Linked DNA regions of Sus scrofa: all the other regions are linked to region 2. Evidence: chromatin contacts called from public HiChIP or PLAC-seq and promoter capture Hi-C data. All regions are on one chromosome and are shown on one strand. Each heading gives the region's core, a stretch centred on a gene start, on an enhancer-like site or on the middle of the called end of the contact. The rest is flanking DNA. Distances are from core to core; before and after follow the strand shown. Region 1 overlaps POC1A (POC1 centriolar protein homolog A). Region 2 holds the start of PARP3 (poly [ADP-ribose] polymerase 3). Region 3 holds the start of POC1A (POC1 centriolar protein homolog A). Region 4 overlaps POC1A (POC1 centriolar protein homolog A).

Region 1 (2,703 bases), core at 94-2,593, 190 kb before region 2:
AAAAAAAAAGGACCTTTAGCAACTTGGTTTCCTTCAGTACATTCAGAGTGTGTTCTTGCCCTTCCTGCCTGCGGGCTTCCTTGCTCTGAGATAGTACCAGGTGAGTGGTTTGATGACTTGACTTCTCAGAGAGACCATAAGCACCACCACTGTGCCCCAGGAACTCTCAAACCTGATGGCTTTTCCCTCTCCAGCTCTGTGTGTTCACTGGGCCTTGAGATCTAAAGCCACATGAATCACTGCTGAGCATTTGGGGATTTTAGCAAGCCCTTTGGGCCAGATGCTGGATCTTGAATTCCAGACCACATGCCTGTTAGAGTTTGGCAGTTTAAAGCCAGAGGGGCAGACCTGTGAGCCTGTGACAGCCTCTGCCCTGGACCCCTGCCCTGACCGTGGCATTCAGCTCTCACTCCTGGAATGAAGGCCATCCTTGAGCCCATTCTGAACAGAGCTCTGTTCACTGCTGGAGCTATTTTCAACCTCTGGTTGAAATTCACAGCTTATTTTTAGACACATTTCATGTTGAAATGCAAAAGCCATTTCCCAGCCCTTCAGAATGAGAATAATGGGTTCCATTTTCCCCCTATTCTTGGCTGAGTTGTGATGAGAAGGGATTTCAGGGCTGCGGCTGGGGAGCTTTCTCTGCTTGGAAAGCTGCAGAGGAAGGACTCCAGCCTGTGCACTGGGCTGAGGGTGGGCAGGAAGCTCCGCATTCTGCCCTATGACACACTACATGGCTAGAGGAAGGTTGGAAGGTTTCTAGCAGATGAATGCCTCCCAGAGGGGCTTGTGGGGGTCCCCTAAGCTTTCTGTGGCAGGGCCTTCTGCTGGCCTTTTCAAGGGGCTGAGATTTAGCTCCATTCCCTACCACATCCCTGGCGTCTTGCCTTCTTAGCACTCATCCTCATGCTTCTCACTCCTTCCTACCATCTGTGCTTTGGGGTCTGTCCCTGAGACATAAGGACCACTATGTCTTGGCTGACCTTAGATTTGGCACCTGCCTCCCAAGTCCCAGCCACTAGAGCTGACCTGGCTTTTGCTTCAACCACAGAAGCATTTTAAAACCACTTTTAAGAGCAGAGATGCATTCATTCTGATATCATCTCTTTCTTGCCCTTCCTCCAACCGCTGAGAGCCTATTATGCAACTGGGAAGGAGATTGTGCTGGGCGGGGCAGGAGGGGAAGAAGGCCGAATTCTAGGTAATTCAGTAAAACTAAAAAACCACTTCCTGAGTTCTCAGGGCTGGCTGCCCTCCAGTTCAGACAACCTTGAGGTCTAGGGCCGAGGGCTTTTCTCCACTCGCCTCACATGGGGAGATGCTGGTACCTCCTTCGTGAGATTTCGCGAGGTGGTACATGCCAAGCAGGCACTTGGAACCATGCCCGGCACGTGGCAAGTGCTCACTAAGCTTTAGCTATTTTTAAAATGTCGCGTTTCCTTCCTCGGTCCTACAGCACTAGAAGAGCCCCCTACCCGGGCAGGGACTTAGGTATTCCAAACCTGCTGGGGTGAAGGGCAGCAGGCGGGGTGGTGGCCCTTCTGTCAGGTCATCTTCAAGGTTGACCCCACTCAGCAGGCTGAGCCTGTGAGATCTGGTGCAGGTTCTAGCCTCTCGCAGGTGTCAGTTGTGCTTCCTGATGGGAGGCCTGAGTCCTCTCTGCTTCCAGATTCGAAAGCAAATCCCTGAGATGGGTGGAGACATGCCTCTTCCTGTGTCCCCAAGAGTCCTCAGGGGCACAGTGCCCAGGACCCCCAGAGCCTCAGTGCTGCAGCTGTCCCTAGGAAGAGGAGGCCAGTTAGCCATGGTTGTCTGGTCCAGGGCCTCAGCCTTCCCTGGAGATGGCCCTTTTCTTCTTCCTAGTTCCTCTTTTTTCTGAAGGAGGAGCCCCAGACACTCCCTGCTCTCCCGGTTCAGCTCCCACATTTCGTGTTGGGGGGCTATACAAGGTGGGCTTGACGTAGGGGTTCTTGGGCCCGGATTCCTGGCCCAGAGAGTCTTGGCCCTGGATCCTGCCCCATGTGGAGGCGGTCCTGGGTGGCGTTTGCTCAAGATCTGGCTTCTCGTGGCCTGAGGATCATCAGGAAGAAGTGGGGGAGGGTGCCCATTTCCACCTGCCTCACAGACTTGCTTTCTCACTCGGGAACTCAGACTTGGGTTTGTTTCTGAGAATATGCCTTCCTGGCTGGCATTTGCTTTCCATGGTGAGCAGAGGTGTGGATTCGAGGAGACACTTGGCAGATGGGGCATTGTGGGTATTTAGAGCAGAAGTGAACCCCAGATTTACGTGTCTTAGAGAGGAGCCTCTCCTTCCTCCACTTGATGCCAATTCTGGCTCTGAATTTCCCAAGGCTGTTAAAGGGGGCTCTTGGCAGCAGATGAGTCAGAGGATGCCAGGCACTTAGGCATCTTGGAAGAGTGTCGATTTCATGTAGCCAGACTCCTAACATATCAGCTGCCCTTGCCCTGGGCTCAGGGCATCTGTGGGGCTCGCGACGTGCCTCTTAATGCGCTGGGAGCTCTCGCTCTGCTACACCCTTTGGCTGAATAGTGAGTCTTCCACAGTCTCTTTCATCCATGTAACGACTTCATGTTGAGAAACCCGGGGAAGCAGACCCTCTCTGAACCCTCCCAGCACCTTCCTGCCTGGTTTGGCCGTTGTTGGGCCTGGCAGGGCCCGGGCTCTGGGGGCTGACTTAGGAA
Region 2 (2,973 bases), core at 280-2,779:
CATTCGACAGAGACTAGCCAGACTGAGGCCAGAGCTGGGAGGCTTGTGCCTGAGGCTGCATGGCTGGGCAGTGGCAGAGCCCAATCAGCTGGGTCTTGCTGTTTAGCCCCACCCTTGGCCCAGGCCCTCCCTCTCTCCCTGGCCACTTTACCTTCACCACGGCTTCTTGGACCTTGTCCTCTCTCTGTACATCAATAAGTGTGTACTTGCCGGGGTGGGCCACAAAGTATTCCCTCTCTGCCCAGCTGTTCTTAGTCTTGTCCCGAAATTTCTTCTCAAAGTCTTTCTTTGCATCCTCCAGTGACACGAAGTGGCTGAGCTTCGACTGGCCCACCTCTCCCTGCAAGTAACAGCTTTCAGGGGTGTGCCCACCCCAGTGCCCACCGTCAGTATTTGCTGGCCTCTGTTGTGCAAGCCCTGTGGACAACAGAGGTAGGGAGGGGGCAGCTGTGGCCTTTGGGCCTGAGTAAGCTGTAGAGACCCCAGGGGGCAAGGGGTGTGCACTGAGCATGGAGAGGTATGGAGGAGGCAGGCACAGGTTGGGCGGGTGGCACTCACCACACGGCCCCAGCGGTTCCAGCAGATGAAGCGGTCACCCTCTTCCAGCAGCTGGATGATGTAGAACTTGTTGTTGTTACTCCCGATGTTGGTCTGGTTCAGGGTGCAGTCGTAGTCTTCATGCACCTGTGGCCCAAGAGAGTGTTGTGTGTGGGGGTGTCAGGCTGGCTTAGGCCACCCTCGAGTGGGATGGGGTACCTGGCTGCATGCTGACAGAGGTCAGACTACACTGGGGTGTCAGAAGATGTCTTATCTAAGAACATTGCCTTAAGTGTGGTAGCGGGAGGCTTGAGAAGCTCAAGGGCCTGCCCTGGGGTCTGAAGAGTAGACATGACCCATCTAGATCTGATGGGATATAGCCTTTCAGAGCCTTGAGTTACATGGCCAGAACCAAGCAGGAGGGGAGAGGTCTGAATATATTTGTACACAGGAGAGAGGAGGTGCCGGGACTGGCCAGGAACTACAGCTTACCTTGGTCCCGGGGTTGTGGCTGAGTGGGCACAGGGGGTCCACTCGGATGATGCGCTTCTCTGTGGGTGCAGCTCTGAGGGCCTCAGCAGTGGAGCGGAAACTGTCCTCCTCTTCTGCCCCCTGCCTCCCCTTCTTCTTCTCAGGGCCCTCACGTTGCACCCCAGGCTTGCGCTTTGGAGCCATGGCTATTCCGGGACACAGAGAGGGCCCTCAGTCCTCTGTGGCCTTTGCACCCCACCTAGCTGGAATAGCACCAGCTTGCCCCACCCTGAGTTTGCCCTTTGGTGATCTCCCACTGCTTGCCCCCGCCCCCTGTGCCTCAATTTCCCCACTCCCACATCCAACCAAAACTAGCTCTCTGCACCCTAGAAACGCCCCTTTTTCCAGTCACAGAGACCAGGCCAGTCCCGTGACCGGGCTGCCCAGTCTGGTCAAGGAAGAGGAGCTCTCCACCCTCTCTAGCTCTCCCGTGTGTCCTGAGGTGAAAGGAAAGTGAAACAAGAATCTCCCCACTCCAACCTTTGGGCTCCTCCCCCCCCCCAGCACTCTGTTCCTCCCCCCTCTCAGCTAACTTGGGCCTGGCAGGGTTGCTGGGCTGAGTCATCCAGCTATGGAGGAGAGTGGGCAGTGGCTCCTGGGGGCAGCACTCCTGAGGCCAGATCTGTCCCTCCAGAGCTTGGAACGTAGTGGTGCAGAAACCCTCCCAGCAGGCTCAAGAGTTCTGAGGTACCAGTCAGTGCTGGACCACGGCTTCGAACTGCCAGAGAGCAAGAGCCAGTCACATTCAACCTGCCCTGCCCTGCCCTGGGGAAGGCTGTGGGCACGGCCATAGGGCACTCACCTAAGAGAAGCAGGGACCTGGGAAAGGTGGCTGCCACTGGGTGGGTACCTCCCAGACAGTGCTGGTCCCAGCAACCCTCTGTAAGCTTTAGTGAAGCAGAGAAAGAACTTGGGATGAGTAGGATTCCAGCTATTTGGCCCCCGGTCGGGTGAGTCAGAGGCTGGGCAGGACGAGGGCAGCCTGTCCCATGGATGGGTGGACACTTGATCAGACACAGCCAAGGCCCAGGGGTCTGGTGCGCCCTTAGCGCTGCTCATCTGGCCTGAGGCATGCAATATGTCTCCACCGGTTGTCTACGGGCCTTGGGCCCAGGTGCAGTCACTGCTTCGCTCACCCCGGAGCTACCTGTATCCCTCCCCCCCGGTTATTTAGTGCCAGACTGGTTCACTCTGGCACCCGCCCCTGACAGGGAGGAGTCACACTCCAGGAAAAAGAACCCCGTATCTCTGGCGCCCCCTACTGTCCAAGAGGTGCAAACACTGAGAAGGCGTCTGGGTCCGACCACTCCTTAGACGTCAGCCAGCAGCAGGGCGCACGCGCCGTAGCCTTGGGCCGGAAACGCCCAGGAGAGGCTTGCTTCCTACAGGAGCCTGGCGTGGGAGCCTATGGGAGCCCTAGGAGGCTTGGCTATAGGAGTTCATCCAATGGGAGCTTGGAGGCGTGACAGAACCAATCGAAGGACCCAGCGGAGCCGTGGGAGGCGGGGCCCACCGAGCAGTGGTAGCCTATCCGCGTGTGGAGTCTTGCGGACGCCCGGGTTTAGCCGCCACGTGAGTTCCTCGGTGTTAGCTGCAAGGCATAGTGGGCGACATGTCGGCGACCGTGGCGGCTCGAAAGCGGGGAAAGTCAGCCTCAGGAGCCGGGGCTGGTGCGGGGGCCGGCAAGCGGCGGCGAAAGGTGGGCGTGGCGCTTTGGCGGGCGGAGGTCAATCCCGCTACAGGGACCACCATCATCCCATCCTGGGGACCCGGTGGGACTCCACCTGGAGTCAGCTTCGTTCCTCATTCCATGCGCCAGATACTGAAAAGCCTTTCCCAGTGGCTCTCGAGGGACCGTAAGGGCCCTTGGTCAGTGCCAGGGTGGTCGGGACCCCTGACCAAAGA
Region 3 (2,872 bases), core at 55-2,554, 230 kb before region 2:
AACCAATTTTAAGCCAAATTACAGTGAAGATGGATTAAATGTATCTATTTCTTGTGTCTGGCCCTAGACCTTCCAGGTCCAAAGAAGAGGCTCACCCCTCTACATGCTAGGTCCCTCCACTGCCAGTCTCTGAGTTCACTCAACGGGGCTCTGGTTTGCTGGTTCAGGGACATCATCTTAGGTCTCAGTATGTAGTGAGAAACCTAAGGGCCTGGCCAGATCTTAGTAGCCAATCTAGCCTGGGTAGGTGATGGAAGGATCCCAAATCTTGCAAAAATGTCCAGTTCAGATCAGATCCAGGTTGGGAAGATGCCCAGAGTTAGGCAGGATAGAAGAAAGGTGGAGGGACAGCAGAAAAGTGAGCAAGGATGGCCTCTGGTGGCCAGACCTCTGGATTGTCTCCTCTTTTAAACACACACATAATTTACATGTAGTTTACAAGAGGCTTCTCAGGAGAAGAGAGAGCCAGGCTGCCTTCACCCTTTCCTATATTACTAATGTGGAAACAGGGCCTCGGAGCAGTGTTATTTTTCCTGAGGTCATACAGCCAATCAAGGCAAGAACTGGGAATAGAACCCAGGCCTCTCCACTCCATGGATGTGATTCCGAGTTATTTGTGTTCTTTTATTTTTATTTTTTGTTCCTTAGGGCCGCATTTGCATCATATGGATGTTCCCAGGCTGGGGGGTTTAATAGGAGCTACAGCTGCCGGCCTACACCTCAGCCACAGACATAGGAAGCGAGCAGCATCTGGAGCCCATACCACAGCTCAGGGCAAAGCCAGATCCTTAACCCACTGAGCAAGGCCAGGGATCGACCCCACAACCCCATGCATGGTTCCTAGTCGGATTCGTTTCCACTGCGCCACGGGGGAACTCGATTTGTGTTCTTTTAAATCGACACTTGTTTTAAGCGCGTTCAGAGGAGTGAACCACTTAAAGAATTCCCAAAGAGTGAATAACTGGCTGTAAATGGGGTACTGAGAGAAAAGCCGGCCATCCGAGCGCTTTAAGAGGACACAGACACGGCGCTCTCTTGCGGCAGAGGGTTAAGGATCCTGCGTAGACACTGCAGCGGCTTGGGTCGCTGTTGTGGCCTTGTTCTATCCCTGGCCCAAAAACTTCCAAGTGCCAGGCGCCGCGCCCACGGGAAAAAAAAAAGAAAAAAAAAAAAAAGGACGCAGATACAATGAGCCAAGTACCTCCATCTCCGGGATCCTAAAAGGTTCTCTTTCGTTGGTTAATCAGGCCTTAGGGCATCTTGGGAAATGTAGTCCCACCTTCCTCCCGACAGGAGGATGCGGGAATCGAGGAACTGCATTTCCCAGAAGGCTGTGTTCGCCTTAGCCTTAACCGGACTACCCGTCGGCGGGGCGAACACTTCATCCTGGGCTTTTTAATTTCTCAGGGGGAATGAGCGACGGTGGACACAGGCCTTTAGCGACGCCGTCCGTAGGCTGCCTGGCTTGGTGGTGCTGGACGCGGAGACAGTGGACTCGGTCAACTCTCCTTCCGGTCCCGGGTGCAAAAAGCCGAGGCGCCCAGTCTCCTTTAATTGCGGTGGGCGGGGCGGGGCCAAGCGACCCGCGTTGCTATTGGCGGCGGTTGGGGGCGCGGAAACTGAACGCGCCTCAACGGCAGCCGCTGCTTCCTCCGGCGCCTTGGGCGCTCCCAGCCCCGCCATGGCATCGCCCTACCCGGTAAGTTCCTGCCAGCGGCTGCCGCCCGGGCCTTAGTCTCCCCACGAGGACAGTGGGCGCCTGGCCGGGCGCAGGGCTCCGTGCGGTCCTCTCCTGCCCTAGTTTACAGTCTGTGCAGGGTGCGATGGGTCGGGGCATCTAGCGAACGCCTCCTGCGAGCCAGGCCCTGTGCCGGTTGCCAGGGCTAACGAACCAGTCTCTATTCTTAGGATTTGTATCTCCGCGGAGGAGACATTAGTACTGCCCGACTGGGACGTCTGACCTGGGATCAGCGCCGGGCCTGTGTGGCTTCAGTCTTGTTTTCCTGAGCAGTGGGTAGCTGAATGGGGGCTTGTTGAGGGTGCACCCTGTTACGACGTGTGGGAACAGCAGGCCCCAGGATGCCCAGGACGGCCTAGGCCTGCGGTGTAACTTGAACCAGGATGCCCTCTCGGAGGCCAGAGGGGAGCACTCCGAAGCCCCTGTTTTTGAGAGGTTGTTTTGAACCTCAACCTGCTTGGTCCTCTGGCTTGGGTTGAGAGTCAAGGTGGCTGGATGGTGGCCTGTTGGCTTCCTTAGGAACCAGGCCTTTTGAACCCTAATTTGATGTTCTTTCCCCTACCCCAAAATATAAACCCCTTTGGGGGAGACGAGGAACCAGCAAGTTGCAGGAATGGAAGAGAGGGTGTTGGAAGATTTCATGGGTCCCCTGGTTAAGGGTGGATCTGAACTTGCCTCTAGAGATGGGCACTATGTTACCTTTGTTTTTCCAAGAAGCTCAGGTGGAGCAGTTACTGCTCTGTTCTGGGCCCACCTGTTGTGCTTTTCCCTCTCTTGTTGAAAGGATTCTGGCAGGTGTGTTGGGGTGGAGCTGGGCATGGGGCCATGGGAGCCTTTGTTCTGGTTACAGCTTTTTGGAGTGGCAGTGGCCTTGCTCTGGCTCAGGAGTAGGTTTGCTGGGCTCCCTGGTGCCTCCAAGATGTTTCTTTGAGGTTTCTGATTCTTTTTTTTTTGGTCTTTTTTAGGGCTGCCCCTGAGGCATATGGAGGTTCCCAGGCTAGGGGTCTAATTGGAGCTACAGCTACTAGCCAACCTACACCACAGCTCACGGCAACGCTGGATCCTTAACCCACTGAGAGAAGCCAGGGATTGAACCCACAACCTTATGGTTCCTAGTTGGGTTTCATTTCCGAT
Region 4 (2,916 bases), core at 193-2,692, 210 kb before region 2:
GGCAAGAGGCCTTTGCTATTCCTTCCATTTATTTATTTTTTAATTTTTTTACTTTTTTTTGGCCACCCTGTGGCATATGGAATTCCTGGGCCAGGGATCAGATCTGAGCCACAGTTGCGACCTTAGCTGCAACTGTGGCAATGCTGGATTCTTTTTTTTTTTCCTCAGAGACCCACTTTATTCAGTTCTGTACACATGGGGACATCCGGCCAGGCCCAACCCACCTTAGCATGTATCATGCTAAGCTGCACTGCCTGTGCCCCTGGACCTCGAGACCGGCCCTCCCCAGCGTCTTGTCCCTCCAGAGTGCCTGAAAGGGACAAGTGAGGGCCTGGCTAGCATCAGCACAAACAAGGAAATAAATAGGTGTTGGGGGAGCCCTATTTGGGGCACGGCTCCCTGTTGCCTTCCTCCCGGCTTTGGCAAGCAGCACCATAAAGCAGTCAGCCTCAGGGTGGCCCCTTCCATGTCAGTGATCCCAGGGCTGCTCTTCACTCAAGAGGGGGCACAGGGTAGGGTGTTTGTTCATCCCCTTCTCTTGGTCCATCTGGGCTCCATATTCATCGCGTCTTGTCCAGAGCCTGTACTTTCTCCTTTTTGCCCTCCTGCATTGTCTTGGGCAGGCAGGGGGTAAGAGGAAATAATGCACCCCCATCAGCTTGCACGCTGCTGAGGCTGGGGGCCTATTGGTGCCATCGGGGATTGCTCCCCTGCAGCTAATCCACTCCAGGGACTGATGGGGCAACATAATTTTGGTGAGAGTCGTCTCCCGCTGCTCCCTATATGCCTGCAGGGGAGGGACAGAAGGAGAGACACCTGGAGTTCCAAAGAGGCTGAAGGGAAGAGGAGAGGGGCATATATTCCTGTGTGTATTCTCAGAGCAGCCTCAGGTAGCTGTGGGTGAGGAGCAGGAGGGGGCCAGGCGTTCCCAAGTTGTCCGAGTGCTGAGCAGTGCAGCGCACAGCCTCTGTACTAGCCGTGGGGAGGCATGAACACATTTGGGGGAGATGAGGGACTGCTCTGTGGGGGTCCCTGCTTCAAGCGCCACACCCCCGTCCCTGGAGTAGAGAGGCACTGCCCTGCCCAGAGCCAACCAGTGGGGAGCGGAGGGCAGAGGGCCAGGGCAGTGTCCCATGGCCAAGTGGGCTGCGGCCCTGTGAATGCCTGATTCTTAACCCACTGTCCCAGTGCTCCCAAGATGCCACCCATCCCGTTGTGCCACGCAGGAACTCCATACTTATTCCATTTAGAGTGGAGCAGGGCTTCAGGTGCCCTTCCTCTGGGAGGGAGGGAGTTCCCTCCCTTGGGTGGGCTAGACCAGGTGGTAGGCCCTGGCATGGTAGCCACGCCCTGCTGGTGCTGGGTAAGCCCTGGACTCCCCGAGCTCACCTCCTCTGAACCACCCTGCTGTTGGCTTTTCCCTGCCAGCTTCATCTTTGGTGGAGTGGGGGTGGCATCCATGCCAGCACAGGCTGCCAAGGGCTGCAGAAACAAGAATAGCATGCCCTTCTCCAGGCTCAGGCAGGCAGATGTGCCAGGAGCAGCATTTAAGGAGGCCCAGGGGGAGGTTGGGGAATGGTAAAGGGCACCTGTCTCTCAGAGCTGCCCGGCTGAGGGGACGGGGGTGGGCAGGACTCCCCAGGGGATCTCAGTGTTTTGAGCCCCTTTCTCACCCCCCTTCACTGCTGGTGTGGACCAGTGTCCTGGTGAGCACGAGCCTACGCACAGCCCGCCCCTTGGGAATAGGGTGCTGGCTTGCAGCCTGTAGACGCACAACTTAAAGTGCCTGCAGGACCTGGTCTCCCGCCTCCCTAGACCTTACCCACTCTTTTTTGGGGAGGGAAGGATTCGCTTTTTAGCATTTGCTCAGTTGTATAATCACAGTGACTATATTCTGATGGTTAAATATGTTCTGGAAGTACACAGAGTAAAAACTAGAAGTCCCCGATTCCTATCCTCCCTGGAGAGAACCCCTGCTCTCTGTCTGGAGCTTCTCTCCACACCTTCCTGCGGGTCTGCATACATGGGTGTGCCCCTGACATGTGGGGGAGTCAGCATCACACACTCTGTGCCCCTGATGTTCTTTCTGCTGCTGCTTATGGCTGTTGAGTTCCTGCTGGGGCTGGCTATGGCTTATTCCTCTGCTCTCTTTGCCCCCTTTTTGCTAAGCACTGAGGGTGCTGCCCTCTGTCACAGGGCCTCAAGTGTGGGAGGGCATCAGCCTGTGGGGGCTCTGTGCTCTGCCTCCAGGAGCTGGTTGTAGAAACCCCATCGGTCCCTCTCCAGGCTGCTTCTTGGAGCTTGGGAAGCTGAGAGAGTGTTACATAAAGGCCTGCTGTCTCCCCTAGGTGTGCTTGGGACATGGATCCGCTGTCCCTGGGCATGTCTGCACATTGGCTAGGCTGGTATCTGAGGGACTCCGTGCACCTCCTCAGCTCTGCCGAGGGCTGTTTTGTGGGGGGCTGTGTTTACTGGTCCAGCAATGGTTCCTAGGCTTGCACAGGGCCAGGATGAGGGGTTGGTTTTAGAATTTGCCTTTATGTCTGTAGAATGTTTGACCTGGCAGGGTCGCAGTTATCGTAGGCCAGCTGGTTTCCGTCACCAGGTCTGTGGTAGTGGGTGAGAAGGTACCTGGGTCTTCCCCAGCAGCTACTCTAAGAAGTGGTGATGTGGCTGGTCCACATGTTGCTGTCCCCATGTGGCCTGCCTGGACCCAATTCACCCACTCACCCACTGCTTTTGAGTCCCATACAACATCAGGTGCTGAGCCAGGAACCAAGGCCCCAGCACGGCCCCTGGTTGATGGAGCCTAGGGTCTCATGGGTTACCCAGCTGTGAACCCAACTGTGCATAGGTATAAAATCTCTACTGTGAAGAGCCTCATGTTGATTCAGGAGGACACAACAAGGGAGTGGC

What was found. Promoter capture Hi-C pulls out the DNA fragments that hold promoters and counts their contacts. HiChIP or PLAC-seq counts read pairs in DNA pulled down with a chosen protein or histone mark.
Region 1: a contact with region 2 is called in an H3K27ac HiChIP or PLAC-seq map of alveolar macrophages. The contact joins the enhancer-like site here to the promoter of PARP3 in region 2. A contact is called at or near these places in 1 of 5 promoter capture datasets (liver), 6 of 47 Hi-C or Micro-C datasets (alveolar macrophages, blood, embryonic fibroblasts and 3 more) and 2 of 2 datasets of contacts at active chromatin or transcription factors (alveolar macrophages and skeletal muscle).
Region 3: a promoter capture Hi-C map of liver shows a contact between it and region 2, with 3 times the contacts expected there. The contact joins the promoter of POC1A here to the promoter of PARP3 in region 2. A contact is called at or near these places in 1 of 5 promoter capture datasets (liver), 5 of 47 Hi-C or Micro-C datasets (alveolar macrophages, blood, embryonic fibroblasts and 1 more) and 2 of 2 datasets of contacts at active chromatin or transcription factors (alveolar macrophages and skeletal muscle).
Region 4: an H3K27ac HiChIP or PLAC-seq map of skeletal muscle shows a contact between it and region 2. The contact joins the enhancer-like site here to the promoter of PARP3 in region 2. A contact is called at or near these places in 1 of 5 promoter capture datasets (liver), 6 of 47 Hi-C or Micro-C datasets (alveolar macrophages, blood, embryonic fibroblasts and 2 more) and 2 of 2 datasets of contacts at active chromatin or transcription factors (alveolar macrophages and skeletal muscle).

Annotation. Positions count from the first base shown.
Region 1 is chr13:34,266,156-34,268,858 of Sscrofa11.1, reverse strand. The region is part of intron 9 of POC1A (POC1 centriolar protein homolog A); the gene reads left to right. Among named protein-coding and RNA genes, the nearest start is that of POC1A, 41 kb to the left of the region's middle. Within about 2 kb of position 1,343, at least 33 of the 83 cell types and tissues checked have an H3K27ac peak or open chromatin away from gene starts, as enhancers often do. A contact at or near this core is called in alveolar macrophages, retroperitoneal adipose tissue, skeletal muscle and 1 more, where this site is marked.
Region 2 is chr13:34,075,050-34,078,022 of Sscrofa11.1, reverse strand. It overlaps PARP3 (poly [ADP-ribose] polymerase 3), which reads right to left and starts at 1,529. Exons shown (of 10, transcript XM_013981755.2): 1 at 1,030-1,529; 2 at 559-684; 3 at 152-340. The coding sequence starts at 1,212. RRP9 (U3 small nucleolar RNA-interacting protein 2) reads left to right here and starts at 2,598. Exons shown (of 15, transcript XM_003358455.4): 1 at 2,598-2,767. The coding sequence starts at 2,681.
Region 3 is chr13:34,306,528-34,309,399 of Sscrofa11.1, reverse strand. It overlaps POC1A (POC1 centriolar protein homolog A), which reads left to right and starts at 1,304. Exons shown (of 11, transcript XM_021068878.1): 1 at 1,304-1,699.
Region 4 is chr13:34,285,692-34,288,607 of Sscrofa11.1, reverse strand. All of the region lies in intron 6 of POC1A (POC1 centriolar protein homolog A), which reads left to right. Among named protein-coding and RNA genes, the nearest start is that of POC1A, 21 kb to the left of the region's middle. Within about 2 kb of position 1,442, at least 6 of the 83 cell types and tissues checked have an H3K27ac peak or open chromatin away from gene starts, as enhancers often do. A contact at or near this core is called in skeletal muscle, where this site is marked.